Regions from separate parts of the Mus musculus genome. Here all the other regions are linked to region 5. The links are chromatin contacts, called in public promoter capture Hi-C maps. All regions are on one chromosome and are shown on one strand. Each heading gives the region's core, a stretch centred on a gene start, on an enhancer-like site or on the middle of the called end of the contact. The rest is flanking DNA. Distances are from core to core; before and after follow the strand shown. Region 1 holds the start of Xk (X-linked Kx blood group). Region 2 has its middle 23 kb from the start of Dynlt3. Region 3 holds the start of Dynlt3 (dynein light chain Tctex-type 3). Region 4 holds the start of Cybb (cytochrome b-245, beta polypeptide). Region 5 holds the start of Rpgr (retinitis pigmentosa GTPase regulator).

The links. Promoter capture Hi-C pulls out the DNA fragments that hold promoters and counts their contacts.
Region 1: a promoter capture Hi-C map of pre-B cells shows a contact between it and region 5, with 10 times the contacts expected there. The contact joins the promoter of Xk here to the promoter of Rpgr in region 5. A contact is called at or near these places in 10 of 39 promoter capture datasets (the 3T3-L1 cell line, 3T3-L1-derived adipocytes, the HPC-7 cell line and 5 more), 3 of 484 Hi-C or Micro-C datasets (CD4 T cells, embryonic stem cells and uterus), 2 of 115 datasets of contacts at active chromatin or transcription factors (astrocytes and large pre-B cells) and 1 of 9 other capture datasets (liver).
Region 2: a promoter capture Hi-C map of the HPC-7 cell line shows a contact between it and region 5, with 9 times the contacts expected there. The contact joins the enhancer-like site here to the promoter of Rpgr in region 5.
Region 3: a promoter capture Hi-C map of pre-B cells shows a contact between it and region 5. The contact joins the promoter of Dynlt3 here to the promoter of Rpgr in region 5. A contact is called at or near these places in 13 of 39 promoter capture datasets (3T3-L1-derived adipocytes, the HPC-7 cell line, cranial neural crest and 8 more), 11 of 484 Hi-C or Micro-C datasets (the Ba/F3 cell line, CD4 T cells, the G1E-ER4 cell line and 6 more), 2 of 115 datasets of contacts at active chromatin or transcription factors (astrocytes and differentiating embryonic stem cells) and 1 of 9 other capture datasets (liver).
Region 4: a promoter capture Hi-C map of pre-B cells shows a contact between it and region 5, with 5 times the contacts expected there. The contact joins the promoter of Cybb here to the promoter of Rpgr in region 5. A contact is called at or near these places in 2 of 39 promoter capture datasets (the HPC-7 cell line and pre-B cells), 1 of 484 Hi-C or Micro-C datasets (centroblasts) and 1 of 115 datasets of contacts at active chromatin or transcription factors (bone marrow-derived dendritic cells).

The regions. Positions count from the first base shown.
Region 1 is chrX:9,269,495-9,274,802 of GRCm38.p6, forward strand. Xk (X-linked Kx blood group) reads left to right here and starts at 3,290. Exons shown (of 3, transcript NM_023500.2): 1 at 3,290-3,740. The coding sequence starts at 3,496.
Region 2 is chrX:9,637,838-9,642,555 of GRCm38.p6, forward strand. No RefSeq gene overlaps it. Among named protein-coding and RNA genes, the nearest start is that of Dynlt3, 23 kb to the right of the region's middle. Within about 2 kb of position 3,029, at least 3 of the 459 cell types and tissues checked have an H3K27ac peak or open chromatin away from gene starts, as enhancers often do. A contact at or near this core is called in the HPC-7 cell line, where this site is marked.
Region 3 is chrX:9,660,890-9,665,695 of GRCm38.p6, forward strand. Dynlt3 (dynein light chain Tctex-type 3) reads right to left here and starts at 2,094. Exons shown (of 5, transcript NM_025975.5): 1 at 1,980-2,094; 2 at 91-132. The coding sequence starts at 2,009.
Region 4 is chrX:9,466,855-9,471,862 of GRCm38.p6, forward strand. It overlaps Cybb (cytochrome b-245, beta polypeptide), which reads right to left and starts at 2,470. Exons shown (of 13, transcript NM_007807.5): 1 at 2,352-2,470; 2 at 229-324. The coding sequence starts at 2,396.
Region 5 is chrX:10,213,424-10,218,462 of GRCm38.p6, forward strand. Rpgr (retinitis pigmentosa GTPase regulator) reads right to left here and starts at 3,372. Exons shown (of 17, transcript NM_011285.2): 1 at 3,129-3,372; 2 at 106-231. The coding sequence starts at 3,270.

The sequences.
Region 1 (5,308 bases), core at 2,040-4,539, 940 kb before region 5:
AGTATAATTTGTATTATATAGATGTTCCATGAGTAAGAGTGGAACACTCTGAGTGCAATAGTGTGGTCTTAGAATCTGGTAGAGGACAATCCATTCTCTAAACAGAAGAGCTTCTCCAACTGGAAACTCCTTGGGGAGCTCTCAGAAGACAGGTCTGAATTTTAATCTCTTGGATGCAGTGGAACTAAACAGATTTTTTTAAAAATGAAGTTTGTAGACATCAGTGAGACACGTTGAAAAGCCATATATAATGGGGAATGCTCAAGCATTATATATTGGAGTGAATAGAATCTACTTCACCAAAAGGGTTTTCATTTCTGCACACTTCACACTACTTATAAAAACAGGAATGGATCATTATTGGGCTAAAAAGCTCATCTTCCTAATGGTACATTTCATAAGCAGCAAGCCAGTGCAATCCATAATATTTTGGGGCAGTACCAAAGAGTAAATTAGCATTATTATTAACATTATTAGCTTATTCCTAATTGGACCGAAGAGCAACCAAGCACCGTAGTTTAATAAACTATTGAATTTTGAAGACTGCTCAAGAATGAGTATTGTTAATAAAGTTGGGCTCTTGTTGTAATTACAAGTAAAACAAAATTATAAAAAAATAAACCAAATAATGGGAAATGGTTATTAGTACTTTTAAAATCCTTTTAATTTTTTACTAACATCAAATTTAGCACACTATCTGTTGTAACTCGCACACCAGTTGAGAGGCATTGTAAAAATGCCTTTTTTTTTTTTTTGCCAAAATCAAGTTTTTTAACTACTTGCTAATTATTCTGTTTCCTTAGGGCTACTTTGAAGTGTTTGAAAGCTATATCAGTAGCAGTTACTTCTAAACTTAGTGCAGAATATTTTGCTAAGCATTTTACTATATTATACAACATGTCCTACTATGGTACTTTATAATAAAATCAAATTCTCAAGTATTCTGGCATATTACATATGATTATACCCAAACATCACTTCCTATCAGTCTATTACTATATATGCATATTTTTTGAAAAAAATACTGGGTGTTTTGGTCCTAATGAGAAAGTATATTGCAATATATGACTTTTTTAAAAAAATGAAAATCCACTTAAGCGTTGGGCAGGGAAACTAAGCTATGATTGTATATGTTGTTCTCAAGGATAAAACAGCAAGTGACAATTCAGAAAGACACAGTCTTTGTGAGAGGTTAATGTGCAGACCACGACCAGTAACTTAGAAACGCTCATCAGAGTTTTGCTTCTGCTATCTGTTGTTCCAAGGGCTGGAAGGACCACTGTCAGTTGAATCTGCCTCAGCTTCGCAGAGGGGCTTGCTAACAGTCCACTGCTTGGTGTAATGAAATCTCTTCAGAAGCAAAGCAGACTCAGAAACTTAGTGATGCACCTTATTCTTTCTCTCCTGCTTTTACAATATCCCCAAACCCTGTGATTTTCCCAGTGTGTTTTCTGTAGTAGTTTTGTACTGTAGAAAATAATCTGCCATAAACTGGACTTTATTGTGTTGCAAGTGATGTCTCTGGCTTATTGCCCTCCTGCTCCACATGGTCCACTTAATAATGTAAAACCTGTGATAATCCTTTGCCTTAAAGACAGATGCTAAATATTTCTGTGTTCCAATTAATAATTCTTAGCTTCACTGTTAATTTTCCTTTAAAGCTAACTGTGGTGTCAAATAAAATATTACACAAATACTCCACAGAGTGCTGCTGTCTGTTCTGTTTGTGACTGTGTGTGTATCTAGATCCAGGACATGGTGGCCTGCTGAGCTCTATAAATAAGCCTCCATAATCCTTTTGGAGCAAGGGCCTGGTACTTCTCAGGCCTTGGCTGAATTCCCTTCTCAGCCCTTATAAATAGATCTCCCGATGGATGCTACTCCACCAACCAAGTGAAGCAGCCCAACTCGTCCTCTCCACTAGGATTCCTCTTGTCTTGATATCTTAGGACTCTTAACATTAGATTTGTATCTCTTTCCAAAGTACAAAAACGCCCAAGATGCCTGAAAACTAAAATCACCTAATTTCTTCATGGAAAATGACTTTAGAAAGTGTGAGGGGTGTGTGTGTTGGAGGAGGGCTCGGGGTGAGTTCGTCTTGATGTCCAAAGGGTTGTCAAATGTTTAGTGAATATACACAGGACACGCATGGGTTAAAATCACACAAAATCCCAGCAGTGAGATGGGGAAGTGGACACAAAGTCTAACTCCTAATGAAGAAGGCATTTGTGATTGAGGCATGCTCAGAAGGGGGAATTCTGTTTGTTATTATTATTATTATTACAATTGAGTGTCAGTGAGTTTATCAGTCAGGAGTAGTGGGCCAACTCAAAACGGACTCTGTTTTTGTCTGCATTTTTTGTTTCATTTTGTTGGCTTTGACTTTTTTTTTTTTTTGGTCTTAACATTTGCCTTTTTAGGTTTTGTTTGTTTGTTTTTTGAGACAGAGCATGAAGTTCGGTGGGTAGGAAGGTGAGAAGGCTCTGGGAGGAGCAGGATAGGGGAAGAGTATGTTCAGAATTTATTGTATTCATACCTTTTAAGTAAACAGTGAGTGAAAAAAACTGTGCTAGTCGTAGGGTTGGCACACTAAAAGAGGTATGCATTGGGCTAGAAAACTGTTTCCTTATTAGGCTCTGGTCTTTGACCTGTCTGGAGCTAGTCACAATAACACAGCAATACATTCTATAAGCAGTTTTATCTGGGAGAGAAAACTTTGGCTCCCACAACTCCTTTGATGCTCCTTCTCGGTCTGTACTAGAAAGACAAAGGAGGCTTTCAAGAGTTTCAGTGAAAAGTTAACCATAGTTCCCAGTACGGTGAATGCACGACGATACATTTGCTCTTTGAAAAGCATCTCAGTGGCTCTGGCTATTTTGGAATGGCAGGGCAAGCTGAACTTTTCATCAGGCTTTTCTTCCGCCCAGTAAACAGACAGTGGATCCGGAGCTCAGACTCTCCCAGCCCCCAAGTCTGGTCTCTTCTGCTTGTTGTTTATTGAATTGACTGCCACAGGGCTCCCAGCACTGCCCAGAACAAACGGACTCTAGGACCCAGCGGCTGCAGGCGGGCCAGATCGGTTGATGGCTTCCTGGGGGGGGGGGGGGGGGACTTTGCCCCCAGCGCGGGGGCGGGACGGCCGTGGCCCGGGCTGTCAGGGGCTACGGGTTCGCGGCCCGCCCGGAACAGTCTGTGACGAGCGGCCAGCGAGCAGTGTGGCGCGCGCCGGCGGCTGCGCACGGGGCGCGTGGGCGTGTCCCAGCGGGGCCACGCTACCTGCCCCACCCCCGCTGTTTCGGTTGCCCCCAGGCCGGGTGGCAGCGCGCGCCGGGGCCCGCGAGCCCTCAGCGGGCTGAGCTGCGCGCGAGCCGCTCGGGGCTGAGCATGCTGGGAGTCGTTCGGGAAACCGCCACCGTCGCCGCTACCGCCACCGCTACCGCCGTCGCTGCCACCGCCGCCGCCGCCGGCCGCGGTGCGAGTCCCTGAGGCACGGAGATGAAATTCCCGGCCTCGGTGATAGCGTCCGTGTTCCTGTTCGTGGCCGAGACGGCGGCGGCGCTCTACTTGAGCAGCACCTACCGCTCCGCAGGGGACCGCATGTGGCAGGTGCTGACGCTGCTCTTCTCCTTGATGCCCTGCGCCCTGGTGCAGTTCACGCTCCTCTTCGTCCACCGCGACCTCAGCCGCGATCGCCCACTGGCGCTGCTCATGCACCTGCTCCAGCTCGGGCCCCTGTACAGGTACGTGTCGAACCCACAACCGACCGTTAGGCCCCGGTCCCCTGGCTGTCCCCACCACTGCTGCCCCAGCTGAAGGAGGAGGGGACCTTGCCTGAAAAGGGACAGACAGGTGGCTTGAACCAGGGCTGACCCGCCCTGCCTTCCCAAGTCATTCCAATCTTGGGAATGAGACTGGATCCTAGCCAGTCAGTCGCTAAAACCGAGATGGCCCGGATTTCGGGAGCCATCGTAGACAGTTGTCACTCTTCACTTCGGTTTGGCCCAAGAGAGTAGCAGTTTTTGTCTTTATTTGGTCCCCTGAAAATATGTGGCTTTCTCTGTAGGACTGGCTTGGGAGGTCCTGGTACAAACGTTTGGAAGTTACTCTAAGGGCGTGTGCTGTTCAAGTCAGAGCCCTTGTGGGTCATTTAATTTAGTTTATCAAGTGTGTGGCACTTAACTGTTTATCAGGCACTATTCTACGAGCTTTGTGAAAATTGACTTAGTTCATCTACTCAAGGCTACAAGTCCATGTACTCTACTTTTCCCTTGGTGTGATGGGAGTTGTCTAGAGTGCAGACACACATACCAGAGATGTCTTCTGAGTGTGCCCAATTGTAAACATAGTCATGAAATGTGGTACACAAGGTGCCTTGAGGACAGGAACATGCTTTGTGTTAAGAGAAACCGCTAATGCCATTTCTGGAAAAGACATTATTTTTGTGGTTACCGCCGTTTGTGGTGCTGTGGATGGAAACCAGGTCCTGGTACAGAGTAGGTAAATGCTCCACTAGCAAGCTACAACTTAGCCCCAGAAATTAATCTTCATAAACACAAATCAAGAAGAAATGCACACTGATGAAACGGACTTGACCTTAATCTCAGAACGTGAAGGGAATTTAAATGTATTGTTTTCATATCTTTTATCTTACCATAGGAAAAGCAAAAGTTTATGTACAAATTAAAAAAAATTCACAATATTCAAACCTCACATGCCATTTTAAACACAACCTTTCTAGCTTACTGTACCGACTTGCAGTTCGACAGTTGTGGCAAACTTCATAAACCAGGTTTCCCATTCTTGAAGAGCCAGGAAATCCTAGAAAGGAGTGAGAAGAACTTGCTGTGGAGGACCTGACAGTCAGGGGCGAATCAGAAAAAATGGCTGAGGGCTACTTAACCCTTAAAGCCCTGCTCTTAATTAGCTGGTAGAGAATCCTCGTCCTTAACGGAGCCCCATGGTCCTGCTAGTGGTCCTGTTCAGTAAGTGAGATTTGACAAGGCCGTCATCATTTAATGCCATCTGTGGGGAGGGAACTCAAATTTGGGTGGGGCAACTGAGAATTCTCAAAAGTTCCTTGTGCTAAGTGGTTTGGTTCATACCTACATGCCTTAGCCGATTGACTCCTTGCCAGGAAGTAGGTATCTTTATTTGTAAGTTTATTATTTTGGTGGCGGAGGTTGGGTCTAGGGCCTTAGGCATACTAAGCCAGCGCTCCCTCGTTGATCCAGGCTTCCTCAGTTCCTGCCCCCATTTTGTACACAGGGCAAATGAGGATGTGGAACCTGTTCCCCAGACTTTCTTTCAA
Region 2 (4,718 bases), core at 1,779-4,278, 580 kb before region 5:
CTGGGCCTTAGAGTCCTAGGCTGACATGAAGCACAAACTGCAGCTAGGTTGGACTGGGCCTACCACTCATTAGATTGACATGTAGTATACACTTCAGCTAGCATGTACTGGGTTTACAGTCCTTAGACAGACCTTCAGCACACACTGCAGATAGGATGTGCTGAGCTTTCAGACCTTAGATTTACTTGCCGTACACTCTGCAGTTAGGATGGACTGGGTCTACAGTCCTTAGACTGACCTGCAGCATACACTGCAGCTAAGATGGACTGGGTCTTACTGTCATTAAACTGACCTGTAGTACACTCTGCAGCTAAGATGGACTGGGCCTTACAGTCTTTAGACTGACCTGCAGCACACTGTAGCTAGAGTAGACTGGGTCTTACAGTCCTTAGACTGTTCTCTAGCATAGTCTGCAGTTAGGATGGACTCTGCCTAATAGTCCTTAGACTGACCTGCAGCACACACTGCAGCTAGGATGGACTGGGCCTTACTGTCCCAAGGCTGACATGCAGCACACTCTATTGCTAGGATAGTTTCGGCCTTATAGTTTTAGACTGACCTGCAGCACACTCTGCAGCTAGGATGGATAGGGCCTTACAGTCCTCAGACTGACCTGCAGCACACTCTGTATCTAGGATGAACTGGGCCTTAGGGTCCTTAGACTGACTTGCAGCACACACTGCAGCTAGGATGGACTGGGCCTCATAGTACTTAGACTGACCTGCAGCACACTCTTCAGCTAGGATGGACTGAGCCTTAAAGTCCTTTGACTCACCTGCAGCATATCCTGCAGGTCAGATGGACTGGGCCTCATAGTACTTAGACTGACCTGCAGCACACTCTTCAGCTAGGATGGACTGAGCCTTAAAGTCCTTTGACTCACCTGCAGCATATCCTGCAGGTCAGATGGACTGGGCCTTACAGTCCTAAGACTGACCTGCAGCACACTCTTTAGCTAGGATGATTTGGGCCTTACAGTTTTAGACTGACCTACAACATAATCTGCATCTGAGATAGACTGGACCTTACAGTACTTAGACTGACCTGCAGCACACTCTGCAGCTAGGGCGGACTGGGCCTTACAGTCCTTAGACTGACCTTCAGAACACTCTTCAGGTCAGATGGACTGGGACTTACAGCCCTTAGACTGACCTGCAGCACACTTTGCTGTTAGGATGGACTGGGCCTTTGTTGGGAACAAAATAAAAAAGCGGGGGGCCTGGGACTCTGAGGAAGAACGGTTGGAAAAATATGCCCATGCCCAGCCAGACGTTCCCTGTTCTCTTGTCAGTCAGGCGTGGGAGGGCTGCTATCTATCCTATCCACTCATCCCTGGGTGGGCATTCCTCTATCCCACTCTTCATGGGGTGGTAAAGGGGCAGCCCTGCCTGCCCCCCTCCCCCCCAGAGCTACTTTGCTAAAGCCACCAGGGTTGTGGGAGAGAGGGAAGAGGGAAGAAGTTCCCAACACTGACCAGAGTGCACAGTGGAACTTGAAGGAGCAGAGCAGAGACTCTATGGTTTTAGAGCTTTATTATAGAAATTCAGGGGAAAGAAAGAAGGTAGAAAGGAGGAAGAGAGAGAGAGAGAGAGAGAGAGAGAGAGAGAGAGAGAGAGAGAGAGAGAGAGGAGAGAAGAGAGAAGAGAGAAGAGAGAAGAGAGAAGAGAGGAGAAGAAGGAAGAAGACAAAGAGAAAGGGAAGAGGAGAGAGAAGTGAGAGGTGAGAGTACAAAGGAATAAGAGAGAGAGGGAGGTGCTGGCTGAGTACCCCTTTTTATGGTCTTCACTGTTGCTAGGTAACTTCGGAAGAGTTTAGCCTGAAGGTCAGAAGCTTGGGTCATTGGTTATGTGACTACTGACCATGCTTCTCTTGTGGGGGCTGTGGGAGGTGGTACCTTAGGCAGGAGCATGAGGGAACGCCTACCATGTCATGTAGGTGAATTATGTGCATTGTGGTTCAGACCTCAGCTCGACTGGAAACCAGCCTGCAATCCCTCACAGTTCCTCCTCTTTTTTATTAGAAAAAATTGGGGGGCAGTCACTGATGTGACTGTGTCATTAATTGTGAAAATTTAGAGTGGTTGCAAGTATCAGAAGAGAATATATAGCCTAGAGAAATAGCAGAACAAGGCCAGAGTAGTAAGGAGAGTTAAGGGTAAGAGTTGAGACGGCAAGAGATTGTACAATCAGTCAGTTGTTTCATGGGTAGTACAATTTGAGGGAAAAAACATCCATTTTTGAACAGCAACTAATTAATCTAGATAGACATTATGCTTTCTTCACTATCATATAACTTTCCCCAAAGTTCAACAGCCATTTGGCTTTAGCAAAGAGTCCATCTGTAGTTGGTAAGTCCCAGGTCTGTCTTCTATAGGGTTCAGCACTTGTCTTGGGAGCCTTCAGTCAGATGAGATTTTTGGAGGAAGGCAGCTTTGTCTGTAGGTCCCTGTAGATGGTGCTGTGGCAGCAGGCCTCGTGGAGATAGACCTGTAGAGTAATTATAACAAGGAGCAGAACACCAGCAGAGGATATCTGCATAGTGTAGATAGCAAAAGTTAAGCCTGCAACGGTTTGCTTAGGAGCACATCCCAGTCCCTTGTGGATGGCTAAAGAAGAAAATATCATGTTAATTGTGTAACTGGAGTAGGCAATTAACAGTTCTCCTGTAACAGAAAACAGGTTATTAATTAAGGATTGGATGACTTTTGCACCTTAAAGGAAATTTTAAACAAGTTGTAAGAATTTTTGGATATATATGATGAACACTAGAGAGAAAAAAGAGCATTTAGAAAAAGAAGCAAGAAAAAATTTTGGTTAAAAAGGACGATTCAGGTATTCATGTAGGATAGCACAGCTTCAATGCAGCTCTTGCGGGCTTATCTGGATGGGGGGAGGGGCATACTTCCCCCTGTTTTCTTTTTATCTTAACTGGAGAGTAAAGGGTTAAGTGGAAGGCTTTTAGCAGGGGTTCAGCCCAGTCCCGCCCACGCAGCTGTCAATCACTGCCTAGCTGGGCCTTAGCTGGAATAAGGAAGGCTACAGAAGTCAGAAAACCAACTCTCTTGTAGTTAAACCTGTAACAAAGAATGGGAAGGGGACCTCATGCCAGCCTCTAACCGGCCAAGATTAAAGCCAAGAGCTAGAGGAGAGGGGCTACAGAGCTGGCCAGGAACACTTTGGAAAGAGAGAGAGAAAGGAAACAGGCCAAGTTTTTGAACTCCATCACTCACAGTCTAGGGAAACTTGGAGATCTCCTGTAGGTCTCTGGGCAAAACATTCTTCAGCTGGTTCTGTCTCACGCCAATGGCATAACCATTCTCTGCTACCAGTTGTTGGGAACAAAACAAAAAAGGGGGGCCCTGGGGAAGAATGGAAGGAAAAATATGCCCACGCCCCACCAGAGTTTCCCTGTTCTCTGGTCAGTCAGGTGTGGGAGGGCTGCTATCGACCCTATCCAATCATCCTTGTGTGGGCATTCCTCTATCCCACTCTTCATGGGGTGGTAAAGGGGCAGCCCTGCCTGCACCCCCCCCCAGCTACTTTGCTAAAGCCACCAGGGTTGTGGGAGAGAGGGAAGTAGTTCCCAACACTGACTAGAGTGCGCAGCGGAACTTGAAGGAGCAGAGCAGAGACTCTATGGTTTTAGAGCTTTATTATAGAAATTCAGGGAAAGAGAGAAGGTAGAAAAGAGGGAGGGAGAGAGAGAGAGAGAGAGAGAGAGAGAGAGAGAGAGAGAGAGAGAGAGAGAGAGAGAGAGAGAGGAGAGAGGAGAGGAAAGAAGAAGACAAAGAGAAAGGGAAGAGGAGAGAGAAGTGAGAGAAGAGGGAGGTGAGAGGACAAAGGAATAAGAGAGAGCAAGGTGCAGGCTGAGTACCCCTTTTTATGGTCTTCACTGTTGCTAGGTAACTGGGGAGGAGTTTACCCTGAAGGTCAGAAGCTTGGGTCATTGGTTATGTGACTACTGACCATGCTTCTCTTGTGGGGGCTGTGGGAGGTGGCACCTTAGGCAGGGGCCAGAGTTCCAGGAGCATGGCCTACCATGTCATGTAGCTGAAATATGAGCATCAAGATTCAGACCTCAGCTCAACTGGAGACCAACCTGCAATTCCCCACATGCCTTCAGTGCTTAGATTGACTTGCAGCACACACTGCACCTAGGATGGACTGGTCATTACAGTCCTTAGAGTGTCCTGCTTCACACACTGCAGCTAGGATGGATTGAGTCTTACAGTCCTTAGAATGACCAACAGCATGCTCTGCTGTTGGGAGCCGCGCCCACATTCGCCGTTACAAGATGGCGCTGACAGCTGTGTTCTAAGTGGTAAACAAATAATCTGCGCATGTGCCGAGGGTGGTTCTCCACTCCATGTGCTCTGCCTTCCCCGTGACGTCAACTCGGCCGATGGGCTGCAGCCAATCAGGGAGTGACACGTCCTAGGCGAAGGATAATTCTCCTTAATAGGGACGGGTTTTCGTTTTCTCGCTCTCTTGCTTCTTACACTCTTGCTCCTGAAGATGTAAGCAATAAAGTTTTGCCGCAGAAGATTCTGGTCTGTTGTGTTCTTCCTGGCCGGGCGTGAGAACACGCTAATAACAATTGGTGCCGAATTCCGGGACGAGAAAAAACTCGGGACGAGAGTTTACCATCACCGGTGCAAGGAAGATCCCTCATTCCAGAACCAGAACTGCGGGTCGCGGTAATAAAGGTTCCCGTAAAGC
Region 3 (4,806 bases), core at 844-3,343, 550 kb before region 5:
TCTCTAGCATTGGCCTGACAAATCAAAACTGGATTTAAGATATTTCCATCAACACAACAGGCTTTGCGATAACAGCAAATATCAACTCACCTCTTTGACTATATTATGGGCTTCATCAGCATTGAAGCCAACCTAAGAAGAAAACACACAATAAAACTGCTTTGAGCATAGGCAATATTCAGGATACTCTCATCTGGCCTAAGAAAACCATAGTGACAGAAGACCACAGTGCTAGGAGTATTGGGTCTCCTGAGGATCCTGCACCTATTCCCTATGAATTTGGAGCCATTAGAATTGGGCAGAACCTGGGCAAATACCATTTTGAAAAGTGCTTTTACAATAGTGAGTGTATTGATTATTCTAGATAATCGTTGTATAATAAAGCTTAAGAAATTGGTATTCAGCAGCTATTACTGATGTCTGTTGTGTGCTATCAGTATACAGGAAATCATTTCAGCTAAAGTGGGCCATAAGAAGAGTATGCTCAACTGTCATTTTCAAGTTTATTTTGAACTGATGTGAGTCAAACCATTGCTTTCCCAATTATAAGATTACAGCAATACTCTGTCATTAGAAATTTATGTTATTCTAATTATATAAATTGGTATATACTTTTTGGAGCAGCTTGTTAGAATCTTAGGTTAAGAAGGATTTTCAGTAGCATCTACGTGTCCTCTAGTGCAGAACTAGGTTATGTGATAAGCCTGAAATACAAGGCACGATGCTTTAGGTATCACCAAATGACTTCCAGGGAGGTATGCTGAGTGCACTGGGAAAGCAGCACAGCACTTCTGTGCTTTAAAAACCACTAGGGAACTTCAAACTACTTGAAACAAGTCAACTCCTGAGTTATGCTTTAAGTATAGATTTCCATATTTTAATTCTATTAATTATTCTATACAATTTCCCACCATTCTCCTAAAAAAAAAAAAAGGAACGAAAATCTAAATTGTTGGAGGCATTATGAAAAAAGGTCTCATAGTTTGGGCCTGTGATAAAATATCATTTTTACTTCAAAATCCCATCCAAAAATTGGCCTAAGAAATAAAAGATACACATTTCACCACAGTTTGGAAAGTCGCCTAATACTATGGACGCATCTCTGTCTCTTCTGGGCTCAGGGCGTCTCCTGTGCTAGCCAAGCACACTAGGACTATGTCTTCACTCCAATTTCTTTTGAAATTACATGTATTTAGGAAGTAGTGCAAAATAGATCCCATTGCACCTTTGCTAGGAGGTGCAGAACATCTCTGTCTACGCTGTCCTTGCAAACTCTTACAGGCTGTGCAACAATTCAACAGCCCTCATCCTCAAATTCCTTGAAATAAGGGCTTAAGTATGAAGCCAGAGACCTGGGTTCAAATGGAACACCTGTCATTCTTTTCACTTGGGGCCTATCACTTTGTCGCCATGAAAAGTCGGTTACCTTCTGTAACAGGAAACTAACCGACATCATGGAGTTCTGGTGAGGCTTAGGGAAACATGAATCAGTGAGCAAGGGCTCTTAATCCATAAAGCACTTCCTCTAGCCTTTCCTGGGAAGAATTCCCGGGACTAGAGCCACCTTGCAGCACCAGCACAAGGAGGCCCAAAGGGGTGGAGGAAGCAGAGAGAAGACGGGTTTCCCAGGCCCTGATCGCAAACGGGCGGGGCTCGCCCACGCCTGCCTGCCTATGTAACCCAAATTCTGGCCTTCCCTACAACCTCTCGGCCCTTGCAGACCCTGACGACTGCCCCCAAGCGCTTTTGCTCACTAAGGCCAGAGCGACGATCTGCCCACCCTAAGGATCTCAGGGGCGGGGGAGGGGCGGGGAGAGCGAGAAGCCTAAGGGCAAGAAGGATCCAGGCCGCACGGAGCAGACCCAGGCTAAAGAGAAGCTGCATCTTAACTCTCCCAGAACTAAGAGACCACCCCGCAGTGTCCCCACAGCCAGTCAGAGAGAGCTGAGGGGCTTTTCCTGGCGCCAGAGGGGCGGTACCTCATCGCAGGGCCGTTGGTACCCCTCCATGGTGGCTTTCTGAGTCCTGGGGGCGGAGCAAGCCTTCTGTCCAGGTCCTCAGCTGCGCACTGGCCTCTGGGGAGGCCCCGCCTCCACTCCAGACCCAGGGCGTTTACGCAGGCCCTGCTTTTCTGACGCAAACAGCAGGGAGGGCGGGGTTAAAAGAGCAGGGAGGGCGGGGTTAAAGGACAGGGAGGAGGGGCTCTGTTTGAGTTGAGCCCTTTAGCGGGGCTAAGGGTACCCCTGCTAGGTTTTAAGTGCACTTAAGACCAGGCTAGTCTTCTGAAAATAAGGGACACACGTTAAGACCTCAAAGAGCTTCCATGGGGAAAGTTAGCTAGCACAGGTGATTTTGGGCTTCCTGCAGTGGCCATGTGCACAAAATTCGTTCATCCACAGTTATCCAGCAAGCGAGTGTAGCAGCTGAGCAAGGAACTTCGATTTCTCTCCGTACTAGTTACTGACTTTGAAAAATATACACCCGCCCCCCCCACACACACACACACAAGATTCAGTTTTCCCATAACATAAATCCCTCTATTTGGAGACTCGTTATAAGGATCAAATAAGATACAGTACACACAACTCCTAAAGTTGATGTCCCTCTTCAACTTGTAGTAACTACCTATATTCCTACAGCTTCAAAGCCACCACCACCTCTCCTGTATTAGCTCTAACCACATGTACAAAATGTTTTTTGCCATGCAAGGTAGGGCATTGCCGTGTACTGGGATTCAAATGTGGATATGTCTGGTGATGGTGGTGGGGATATTCAGCCCAACACAATGACTTCTATTTTGTTCCCCACTATCAAAGTCAGAAGGTTCCTTAGTTTTCTAATCCCTTTCTATTACTTTAAAAGTAGAACAGGAATTAAGAGACATGAAGTAACTTGAAGCCTATATAGACAGTAACTAAATCCTCAGGTCCCCCAATTCACCACTCTCAATTTGTGACTATTGAATCAACCTTGATACTGTGATTTTTGCAGTACTGGCTCTTCTATTATGGGTCATTGCAAAAAGCAAAGTGATTGGGGCTGGGGAGATGGCTAAGAAGTTAGCACTCACTACTCTTGCAGAGGACCTAGGTTTGGTACTCAGTACCCATGTATTGCCTATAGGCTGTCTGTATCTCTGGTTCAAGGGGGCCCAACCCCTTTTTCTGGCCTCTTCAGGCTCTAAGCACATATGATGCACATACATTCAAGGAAACACTCCATACATTCCATACGCAAACTTCAATGATCTTTCAACTGGAAAAATACCAAATAGTTTTGAGAATTTACTTTAAATCATTGTAATTTTATTAATATGTTCCTTTGGCTACAAGTAACAAAAGACCCAAGTAGGAGGAACTGAAATAATGATGTTTATGTTTTGTTTTATAACCAGGAATGTGAGAGTCAATTTATATTCCTGATTGATTTAGTTGCTCAAAACCTTTTTAGGGTATGTGTGCTTTCTGTCTTTAGACGGTATTGTCTTCATCACATCAGCAATATCTGTCTAGTCTCCAGGAGTCTTTTCCTCAGGCACAATTTGTCATGTCTTACCCATATGATTTTTCCCTTTTACAGAACAGACCGGAAAAAAAACCTATAGTTAGTGTTTTACCTTTATTGCAAATAGTGAATTCTATCAAAAAGTAGATAGTGGATGGGGATATGGCTTAATATATAGTCTCAGTGGTGAGGAACCAGAGATAGTAGGATCCCTGAAGCTTGCTAGTCAGCCAGTCTAACATAAATGGTGATTGCCAGTCTCATGAGAGCAATTGAGGAAGACACCAATATTGATCTCTGGCCTTCACTGGGGTGTTTGGCTGCATAGTCTGTGGCAATCGAGGGAGGATTATGAGCTAAGTGTAGCATAACTTTATTTAAACTATATGTTTGTGTGTTTCAGGAAACTATAGGAAAACATAATGTAAGCTTACTTACATGTGTGTTCATGTTTATAGAACCCATCCTTAACTTTATTTATATGGTTGTGAAGGAAAAATGATGCAGAAAAGGTGTTTGTCTTAGTCAGGGTTTCTATTCCTACACAAACATCAAGACCAAGAAGGAAGTTGGGGAGGAAAGGGTTTGTTCAGCTTACATTTTCCACATTGCTGTTCATCACCAAAGGAAGTCAGGACTGGAACTCAAGCAGGTTAGGAAGCAGGAGCTGATGCAGAAGCCATGGAGGGATGTTCTTTACTGGCTTGCTTCCACTGGCTTGCTCAGCCTGCTCTCTTATAGAACCCAAGACTCCCCCTTGATCACTAATTAAGAAAATGCCTTATAGCTGGATCTCATGGAGGCATTTCCCCAACTGAAGCTCCTTTCTCTGTGATAACTCCAGCTGTGTCAAGTTGACACAAAACCAGCCAGTACAGTGTTAAAATAAATTAGCCAAACATTTCTAATAAAATCTTTAAACTGTTTAAGCGAAGCCCATGATTTTGCTTTTTTAAAAATTTAGATATTTTCTTTATTTACATTTCAAATGCTATCCCCTTTCCTTGTTTCCCCTCTGAAAACCCCCTATCCTCTCCCCTTCCCCCTCGTCCCCATCCCAGCCACTACCAATTCCTGGCCCAGGCATTCCCCTATACTGGGGCATGGAACCTTCTTCACAGGACCAAGGGCCTCTTCTTCCATTGATGACCAACTAGGCCATCCTCTGCTAAATATGCAGCTGAAGCCATGAGTCCCTCCCTCTGTGTGTTTTCCTTGATTGATGGTTTGTTTCCAGGGAGTTCTGAGGTTACTGGTTAGTTCCTATCTTTGTTCCTCCTAGGGGGCAGCAAACCCCTTCAG
Region 4 (5,008 bases), core at 1,220-3,719, 750 kb before region 5:
TATTGGTGGGTAGGGATGTGGCTAGGACCCTCTGCCATACTTCAGCTTGTTACACCAGCAGGCCATAAAGGACTCTTGCCAAAGAATTTCCAATGGGGGGATAAAGCTGGTGGTGTTGTCTTAGTTGGTCAGGAGATTTACTCAAAAACTTAACAAGGAATATGTGTGAATACAACGGACTGCAAGCGTGAGCTGGCCAAGATTGCATGAGGCAGAAGTTATACTTACCCCAAGGAGTTTTCGAGTATAATTATACTTAGGCCCATCATCATAAACCTTGTAGTAGTTGATAAAGAGGAAGACATTCAGCCCCAACCACACCAGCTGCACAAACAGGAAAAGTTGTATGAGGTTTATATCTCTCAAGAGGGAGATTCCATATGAGACTGGAGGCAAATGAAGGCCAGGACTTCCCCAAGTTCAGACTCTGACAGGGCTGGGTGCACCCAGCTCAGTGCCAGCTCTTTCCTATTACAGCGCCTCTACACTTTTCTGGAACTGTCTTTACCTTCCTTCATTGTTTTGTATGATTGCTTCACTACCTGGTCAACATACTGAATTAATTTCAGTCTCTCTTGTCTCTTTTCTCTTTCCTCTTCTTTTCATCTTAACTTCAGACAGGTAACAGTGATTGGGGAGTAAAGAGCAGATGGAAATAAGGTATTGTTCTTGTCTCATGACCTGTAGGAAATTGAACTCTGTGCTCACAGATGACAGTCACCTGCAGCACACACAGCTTGCTGTTGGATAAGTTTTCCTTAATTTTTAAAGGACGGAATATTGAGTGTGGGCAAGGGGATGAAGGTCATGGAATTTAAAAATAAAATAAATGCTCTAGGTTTTAAGTTCACATTGATCCCAACAACAAACTTATCAAGGAATGATACTGCTCAGTGTTCTACTTCAGCTTCATGGTGTTTTTCCTTAAATAGTAAATTATTAGTTATTAGTATTAACTATTGAATACCCATGGATGCTTCTTAGCAGTCTCTCCTTACGCAGAAGGTTGCTATAGAAACTCCATGTTGTATTACGTTGCTGTGCTCCCTAACTCTGGATTGCTAAGCCATGTTTTACTTTCATGTATATGCATAGGTAATTTAAAAGGTCACTTCCTGAGGAAACCGTAATTCGAATGAAAGTTAGAGTTCAACTTGTTCCTTAGCTGAGTCACCTGCTCTTAAAGTGGTAGCAAGGACGGAAGACTAGAGTTCCCAATCCTCACGCGTCTATATTGCATTAGCATGGTGGGTTGGCATGAACAATGTTTCAATAAAATATTTGTTGTTTTAATTTTAACCATGCCAATAATTTATTAATTTCTTTAGAACTCTGACTCTGTGCATTAATTACATGGTTAATCCTTACAAAACTTCCATTCATAAGTACCTTTTAATATCATGTTTCATGAGCTGTTAGCCAACAATATTTAGATAGCACATTTCTTCCTATTCAACTCATCCATAATTGTTTTTCTGAGAACACTAACTTAAGAGTTCAGAACAGAAATCAAATAGCTATTAGAACCTTCTAAAATTGCTTCTTATATATGGTTGCATATTATATACATACTTTATATGTGTATAAAGTACATATAATACAGATACTTCATAGGTATGAAACGAGATAGTTTATTTCAATTCTTTTACCTCCATTTGTTGTAAAATTCACAAGTTACTCCAGTTTGGACTGCACAGGGAAAAAAATGTGCTTGTTTTAAAAAGAAACTTGAGAACTTTATTTTGGTGTTATGACTGAAATAGAGCCAACTTTCCTATCTACAAAATCCATAAGAATAAATGTTATTCAGAAAACAGTAGAGTTTTAATTGACCATTTAAAGCAGTTAACATAAAAAGTGAAGAAACTTACCCTTGAGTAATTGAAAAAACTTCTCACAATTAGAATTTTTAGTATGAAGTATCTTTTATGCACTCTGGTAAATGCTGGCTAACTTCATAGTCTTAGGAACTCAGAAATAAACTATGAAAATGAGAGCTGCTGATGCATATTTTGTATCTTTAACTTTTTTGTTTTGTTTTGTTTTGTTTTTTCAAGACAGGGTTTCTCTGTGTAGCCCTGGCTGTCCTGGAACTCACTTGGTAGACCAGGCTGACCTTGAACTCAGAAATCCACCTGCCTCTGCCTCCCGAGTGCTGGGATTAAAGGCGTGCTGGGATTAAGAAGCCTGGGATGGGAAAATTAACCGAATCTACCTGCAAGCAGATGCTTGTTCCCAGAGTAAGTATATTTCTTAAGCAAACAACAATAATAAAAGCCATTGCTCTAGTTCACATTCCAAGAGAACTCCAACATATCAAAAAATGTATGTTACCTGGTTTGGGTACTTACAATGACAAAGATGGAGAGTCCTTCATTCACAGCCCAGTTCCCCATGTTAGCAAAGGTTAAGTGTTGGTTCTGCCTCTCTTCTCTACTGTGCTTCTTCTTCTGATGAGGAAATGAAAACAGCAGCTTTGGGGCAATAGGTTTCCTTTTCTATTATCAGAAATTAGCTAATCATTGGCCAACTGAAAGGCTGTTCCCATAACAAATTTAAAACTTCAAACCACACAAAAACTACAGAAAGAGAAAAGATCTTGTGATTCAGTCACAAGTAAATACACTGGAAAATGAAAGCTACTGCTACAACTCAGAGACGATTTGTCAGGTTTTAAAATTTGTTTTATTATTCATAAGATTATCTGTGTAGTTTGTGGGTGTATTTTAGACAGTGACTTTTTTTTTAATAATAACTAGTTATGTAGTTAGAACTTTCAAGTTATCCAACTAGCTAGATAAAACACATGTTCTTCTCACAGGCTCTTCCAACAATACTGATTCTCATTGGGTAAAGTTAAAAAGGAGTGATAGATGTTAGTTATAGGATGATTATCAGATGCCAATTTTATATCTTAAAATGGATATAGGTACCTAAAATGGTATCATGTGTGTATATATATATATATACACACACACACACACATATATATATACATATATACAGAAACATAACCATACACACATATACATCAAGTCATTTGATTCTTACAACTCAATTCCTATAGATTAGGTTCTATTTTATGATTACATTTATAAATGAGGAAGCTGAGACCCAGAACAGTGAATTTACTTGGACCCAGTTACAGTGCCAAGGAATAATACAGTTGCTTATTTGAAGTCCAAACAACTGATATCACTTGTAAGTACAATACCAGGAAACACAAAAACAAGCTTAAATTTGTCACCTCCACCCTAAACACCCCACATAGGACTACAGCAATGGAAATACCAAAATGTTTAGATAACAATCACGGTCCCAGGTAGACTTTCTATATGCTAAGCTTGTAAACATGGTCAGATCGAAGGTACATCAGTGTACGGTAGATGCTAAAGCCAAATGGAACACAACTACCTCCTGGCAGGTACTCAGGCTTCAAGACATGAAACAGAAGGCTATGAAGGCAACCTGATGGTGTGGTGAAAGTTGACTGACTGCACAAGCAGGGCTCTACAGTCGTTACATCTAAGAGAGAAGTTCAAGAAACAAATTGGATCACTGGAAGACGGCAAAATGGCAAAAGAACAAGAGGCACAGACTCTTTCAGTTGCTCTCTACAAAGTACATGGACAGCCTCTGGGCTTGAGACAATGAGTAAACTAGTAGGTTTTTTCACTGCATGATAGTTAAGCAAGGTATTCTGACGTTCTCCGTTGCAATTAGAACATGTAAAACCCACATCAAGGCAAACTGACCTCCTCGGTTCATCCCCAAAATAGATTCAAAGAAACGGGTTTACAAAAACCAGAGTGTGAGGAGGTTTTGTGCTCTTTTGCTCCCTGATTTGTTTGTCCACTGCCCTCTTCACATGTATTTCATTGAGAGCTACATTTGTCTGCCAGCTTAGATCGACAGCTTCTGGCTGGCTTCGAGAAACTGGACTGAAAGAGAAGCTACAATGTTTCTCTCTGCAGATTTTTGCTTGAAGAGGCATTCACCAGGTGACTGCATTACTGCTGGGCATCCAGCTTCCCTCAGCTAGCCAGTCCTTCTGTGTTAGAAGCATCTGATAGTCAACAGCACTGCAGGGCTCCATGCAGCCAGATGGCCCCTGCTGGTGAGTGGGGGTGGCAAATTAGACAGCCACCTTCCAGTTCCTCTCTGACTGAGAGGTAACCACTTCCTGCTGTTATTCTTTTTATATGTTGACTTTTGTCCCCTGTTGGGATTCTCCACTTTTCCATCATCCATGTGTGAAAGTCCCTCTGTTGAAATACGGTGGTTTCTGTGTTTTAATTCGATTGTGAAACAAGCCAATTTAGTTGAGTACTTGCCTGGGACCTATCCCGGGATTGGGTCCTCACTGAAGCAGCCTAGGGGGAAGACTGTCAGCAGGGGCTTGGTCTTGTAAATGTAAAAGTTGCTTTCTATACCAACATATGCATGTCTTGACTTTAAATTATCCTGAGGCCAGAAGCTGCAGGTCTCTGGATCTATTGACACTTGTTGCTATCAGTGGGGTGATTAGTCAATAATAATTATTAATAATAATTAACAATTATAATAATTATATTTTAGAATTAAATAATTATTTTTATTTATAAATATTTCTATTATATATTATTTTATAATTATAACTAAATAATTATAATTAATAATAATTAATTAATAAGGATTTATTGCTTTTGCTCTCTTCTCTTGCAAAGCAGCCAGAGCCTCTCTGGCTAGGCTGGTTAACTCTATGAACTAGAGAGGAAGGAAAAGGAAAGAATTAAGATGCTTTATACTGGCAGATATGCCAGATATTCATACACACATTTACATTTTCATTCACACATTAACACATTCATATTTATGTTGGGCCCAACCAACTATTCCATACACTCCACAAGTATTCATGTATGCTTACATACCTACACACATACATATAGACAAACAGACGTAAACATACGGATGATATGGACAATATGGATGGATGGATAGATGGATGGATGGATGGATGGATGGA
Region 5 (5,039 bases), core at 2,122-4,621:
TGTAAAAGTTCCTAACATTAGGCAGAAAATTTTATTAAACACAACTCTAGTAATAATTAGGTTTCTCTAAGAATTACTGTCTCCATTTAAGATTATAATACTAACCTGTAACAATAGCAGTATGTTCATCTCCACATGAAAGACATATGGGTATGTCATTTTTAAACCAGAATTTGCTAGGAATATTTTCGGCAAATTTAGTTTTTCCAAACGTAAACACAGCACCTGTATCTACAAATGTAAGACAGTTTTTACTTCACAACTTGAACCACGATGTCTGTTATTAAAACATTTCCAATTACACACATATAAATGCTTTCTTCCCTGACAGCTTTGAATCTGTCTAAACAGTTTAAACCTTCATTCTTTCACCTTAATTCAGTTCTAATTCTCAGACTTCATTTTAGTTTCATCTATGACATCTGTTAATTTGAATATGTGCTATTCCTTGAGTGATATGACGTAAATATATACAATGACAAGATAAGCATCATCCATTACTAATTGTTCTGCTGACACTCGATGGACAGCCAACTCCCGAATGAGCTGATATTTTTTAGACATAAAACTAGAAGTAAGAGAAAAAAATCAGACTTTTCAAATGTATCTTTCTGTGTTGAAGCACGTTACTTTGTCCTTCTATGTATGAGCTGACTCTGTTAAGTGTAAAAGTTCCTAACATTAGGCAGAAAAGAATTTTATTAAACACAACTCTACTCACTCTGGTTAAGACCCCACAGTCTGGTCCCTGACTAAGGACATTTTCCCCACACTCAGAACTGAAACAGTATCACATTTTTTCGTTAATACCACAGGAAATTCATGGGAAGGGTCTAAGTGAGTTTGGAATTTCTTTACCCCTTCCAAGGGATTGCCAGTGTTTGCATACAAGGGAGGGATGTTACTACAAATGCCAAACTCTTACTGACAATGCTTGCGACTGTCCATTAAAGCTAGGTGCAGGGCAGACATAAGCATATTATTACATACTGTTTCACTTGCACTATGGGAACCTATACAAGGCTTTAAAAGTCAATAGACCACAATCAGAGTATGAGCCCCAGCACCCATATAAGAATGAAAAGACTCCCAGAAATTTGGCACACACAGTGAGATAAGGGAGAGAGAAAATGTTTTAAAATGGGAGGGTAATCATGTATTCAAATTCCTAATCTAATACTTAATACAATACTCAATGGGTTACTTTACCCAACCTTAACTTCCTCCTTTAATCATTATGGTTATTTCTAAATGGTGTTTAAAATACCAATACACATTCTTATGCCTTGAATTTAACACAGGTACGAAAAGGTTTGTTGTACACAATCTATTTACAATATTGTAAACACAGGGTTGTATTCTCTCTTTTATAATAAGGAATCTAGTACAGAATCTGTAATCTCCAATGTATTAACTGATGGCTACCTCTGTAAAGTCCTATTACAAACATTGGAAATTACTGGTTTCTCAGAATCTTGCAATGAATAGAGGCCATATGGCAATTAATTATGCTCTACACAGCAATCTCTCTAATTGATTCGCTACCAAAATATTTATTGATAAGTATTTTATTTGCTCAACTGTATTACTGATAGTGTAGGTTTTCCTTGCTACTTATACCCATTGCACAAGACGTTCCTCTAGGAAATATCAGTTACACTGAAGTTTGTGCTAAGTTTCAAACAGAAAACTTCCCTTCTACACTATTTATCACTCTACCACCATTTTCACATCACTAGAATGCTGAGTAGGAAATCAAACACAGCTTTCAATACTTTCAGTGTGAAAGATAGCATATTACCCAGGTTTTACTACGGAAACACCTCGGGTATTCCTGTTCCCATTGAGAAGAAATGAGAGTTCAAGCTACGGATCAGTCCATGGGGATTGGAGATGGAGGCTGAGATTTGACATTCTTCAACTGCCATTGTCTGATCTGAGGAATATTCACAGACTTGGACCAGTATCATTTTCAAAAGACTAAATATCCATTAACATTTCCAAGTAACTATTTAAACACACACACACACACACACACACACCACTCAAATAGAAAGTCAGACCCAGTTTGGGGGAAATTTCCAGAGAAAGCATACTGAATGTAAATATTAATAATATATATCAATGTGCACGGGACTAAACCACTTGAGAACAAGCTTGAAGCAAGCCAGTTCGACTCAAGTCACTGAGCCTTGGGAGGCAAGGACCTCGAAATGATTCAAGGCTTCCCTACAAGGAATTATTTAACGGTGTTTACTCTGGCTCCCCAGAATCTCTCTTCAGACACTCCCCTAACCCAAAAACCAAGGTTGGGTGGTTCCTTTCTGTCCTCTGCCAACTAATGTCAAGCCTATTGTAACTATTTTCTTGCACCCTCACTAAGGTATGAGCTCCAAGTGGTGTAGAATCAAATTCTGTTTGAGCCAAGACCACAGCAGAAAGTGCAATACATATTTAAATGTCCAATTCTGCTCAAATATAGTGGTTATTTTTCATAATGCTAGTAACAGCCCATTAGAGTATATGCAAAAACCAGTTCAGTAGATTATGACCACCATTTTAGCTGAACAACTCTATAACTCTACGCTTATAATAAATGCTGCTCCAGGAAATGTCTACCTGGGCTACCCGGTACGGAAGCCGTACGGAGTCATAATTTTAAAAGACTTCACGACAGTCAGTCTTAAAAAAAAAAAAAAATTCACCGAAGGCCCTCCTCTCTTTATCCAGTTCGTTTCTTCCATTCTTTTTAACCTTTCACCCCGCATTCCACTCGTTACTGAATTCTGTACCTAACCGGGTCCTGGGGACATCCGCTTGCTCAAATGTTTAGAGACCCTGGGATGCTTCGCGAGAGAATAATGGCTGCCGCCGCCTCCAAGAAAAGCCATTATTTCAGCTTGCTAATAACACACACAGGGTCCCTCATGTCCCTGTCCCTTCCTCCAGCCCGACAAAGGGAATTTATTTATTCCCAAACGCAAATCTAAGGCGGTTGACTGAGGCTCAGGTTGCGGCCTGTACCACTACGGGGCCGGCTCGGAGGCGGGGCCTGGCCTGTCGCCCGCCCGCCCGCCCGCGGACCCTCCCTCCAGGCCAGCCGCCACGACTGGGGGCGCGCGACTCACCGGGCACCAGTGACTCAGATTCCGCCATGCCGAAGCCTGCGAACGGAATCTGTGCCTGCTTCGGAAAGATAGCAGGGGCGACTCGATTGAGCCTAAGGTGCTGCCCTACCCCCTGGGACCCCCATCGCGACCCTCTTGGCATAGACCACTACTGTGCTCCCGGAAGTCAACAAACAGACGCTAGGGGCAACGGAGGCGGAGCCTTGCGGGGCGGGGAGGGGCGAAAGGCTTTTGGAAGGAGGCTGGCGGAAGCTGTGTCAGTGAGGCGCAAGCGCAGATGCCATGGTCGCGGCGGTAAGCGACCGCACACCCTCTAGCGGTCGCGATTGGAAGCGGCCATGCTGCAGACTCTGGAGCGCATCTACTTCTGAAGGGATCCTGGCCATGCAGGGACCTAGAGGGGATATGGTGACAACATCATGTCTCACATAGCCCTAACTTCTGTGACTCATGCAAACGTCAACGCACAGCTTTGACAACACACTAGGACTAACAATCTGTAACACAGCAAGGTACTAGGCGGTTTACATCCCAAATGTCATTTGCAATCCTAGGAACAAAACAAATATACTCGATGCACACATTAGATCCTTATTGAATAAATGGTCGTAATAAATGTTATTACAATCATGCAAGTTGAATAATGCCATTCCTGTTTGCGGATATGCCAATTAAACATAGGAAGAGAAGCACAGTTCAGGTTGTTTAGCCTGAGGTCTAAACAGTCCGCCTGCATCTCCTATAAAACTAAAGGGCCAAGATCTATACAATTTCCTCTGAAATATTATATTTTTCTGGATAAACCTTGGTTTTCCACCCATAATAGTTGGCCACAATAAAATAAATAGGAAGAAAATCTTCCAGGATGAGTCCATTTGTATACCTGAGGTAGTTGGGTCTCAATCAAGCACAACTGAATTTAAGGCTCCCAGAATTCGAGAGTTATTACCTACACTTACTCAGGGCACTTTTATTAGGAAGGAAAGAGGGAATAGAATCCAATCACTTGTGTACAAACTAAAGTTGAGGATGAGATTCTAGTAAAGATGCTTAGCAAGGAGCACCGACCTGGGAACAGGGATTTAAGAAAGACAAAAGCTTGTCTGATGACGACAAAGTCAGGAAGGTCTGAAGCCAAAGAAACTGAATGAAATTAAAGAAGTCTGGACATAGTTAACTGTATGCAAAGACTGATAAAGTGATCAGTTCCTCCCAGGACCTTGCTGAGGCTGGTTCGAGGTGAGATGGCATGTCCACAGAATCGGACGCTTTATCCTAAAGACTATGGAAAGTCATGGAGGAGCTTTAAGCTCAGAAGTGATAGGAAAGGACCAGTTATGCATGTTCTTGAAGTGATTCTACCTGTTTGGGCTGCTTTTCTGACAAGCAGTTTGAGCACTGAGAGGCAATTCAAAGGCTATTACAGGTATTTAGGTACAAAAGTGGTCAGGCTGCCCGAAGTTCAGTATTTTGGCACACAGGAAATGGTGTCTAGTTGTCAACTCTTGGAAAATGCTGACCTATCATATAACTTACATCAGCAGAAAGGAACAAAAAAGGTAACTTAACTTATTTTGAGGAGAACTTAATACTCATGTCTAAAGGCTCATAACAATCATGATGAGAAAAATCAGAATATTTAAAGACTTTCTTTGCTTATCCTGTTATTTCATTGACTTCTAAAAATAAATTTCAGAGCATAAGTCAGTGCTGAGCACTTCCACGCTGGTTTCTCACATAAGTATCTAGGCAAGGGTGGTGCCGTTTACAGAGATGGGAAGTGCTATGCAAGGAGCAGAGGAGGTTAGAGTTAGGTCAGTAAGGTAATGGAAGAGATAGTGAGCTCAGCCCTTGAACACATAGGAAAGTCAGGTGGAGTTGCTGAGCACAGCAAGCAACTGATGCACAGAA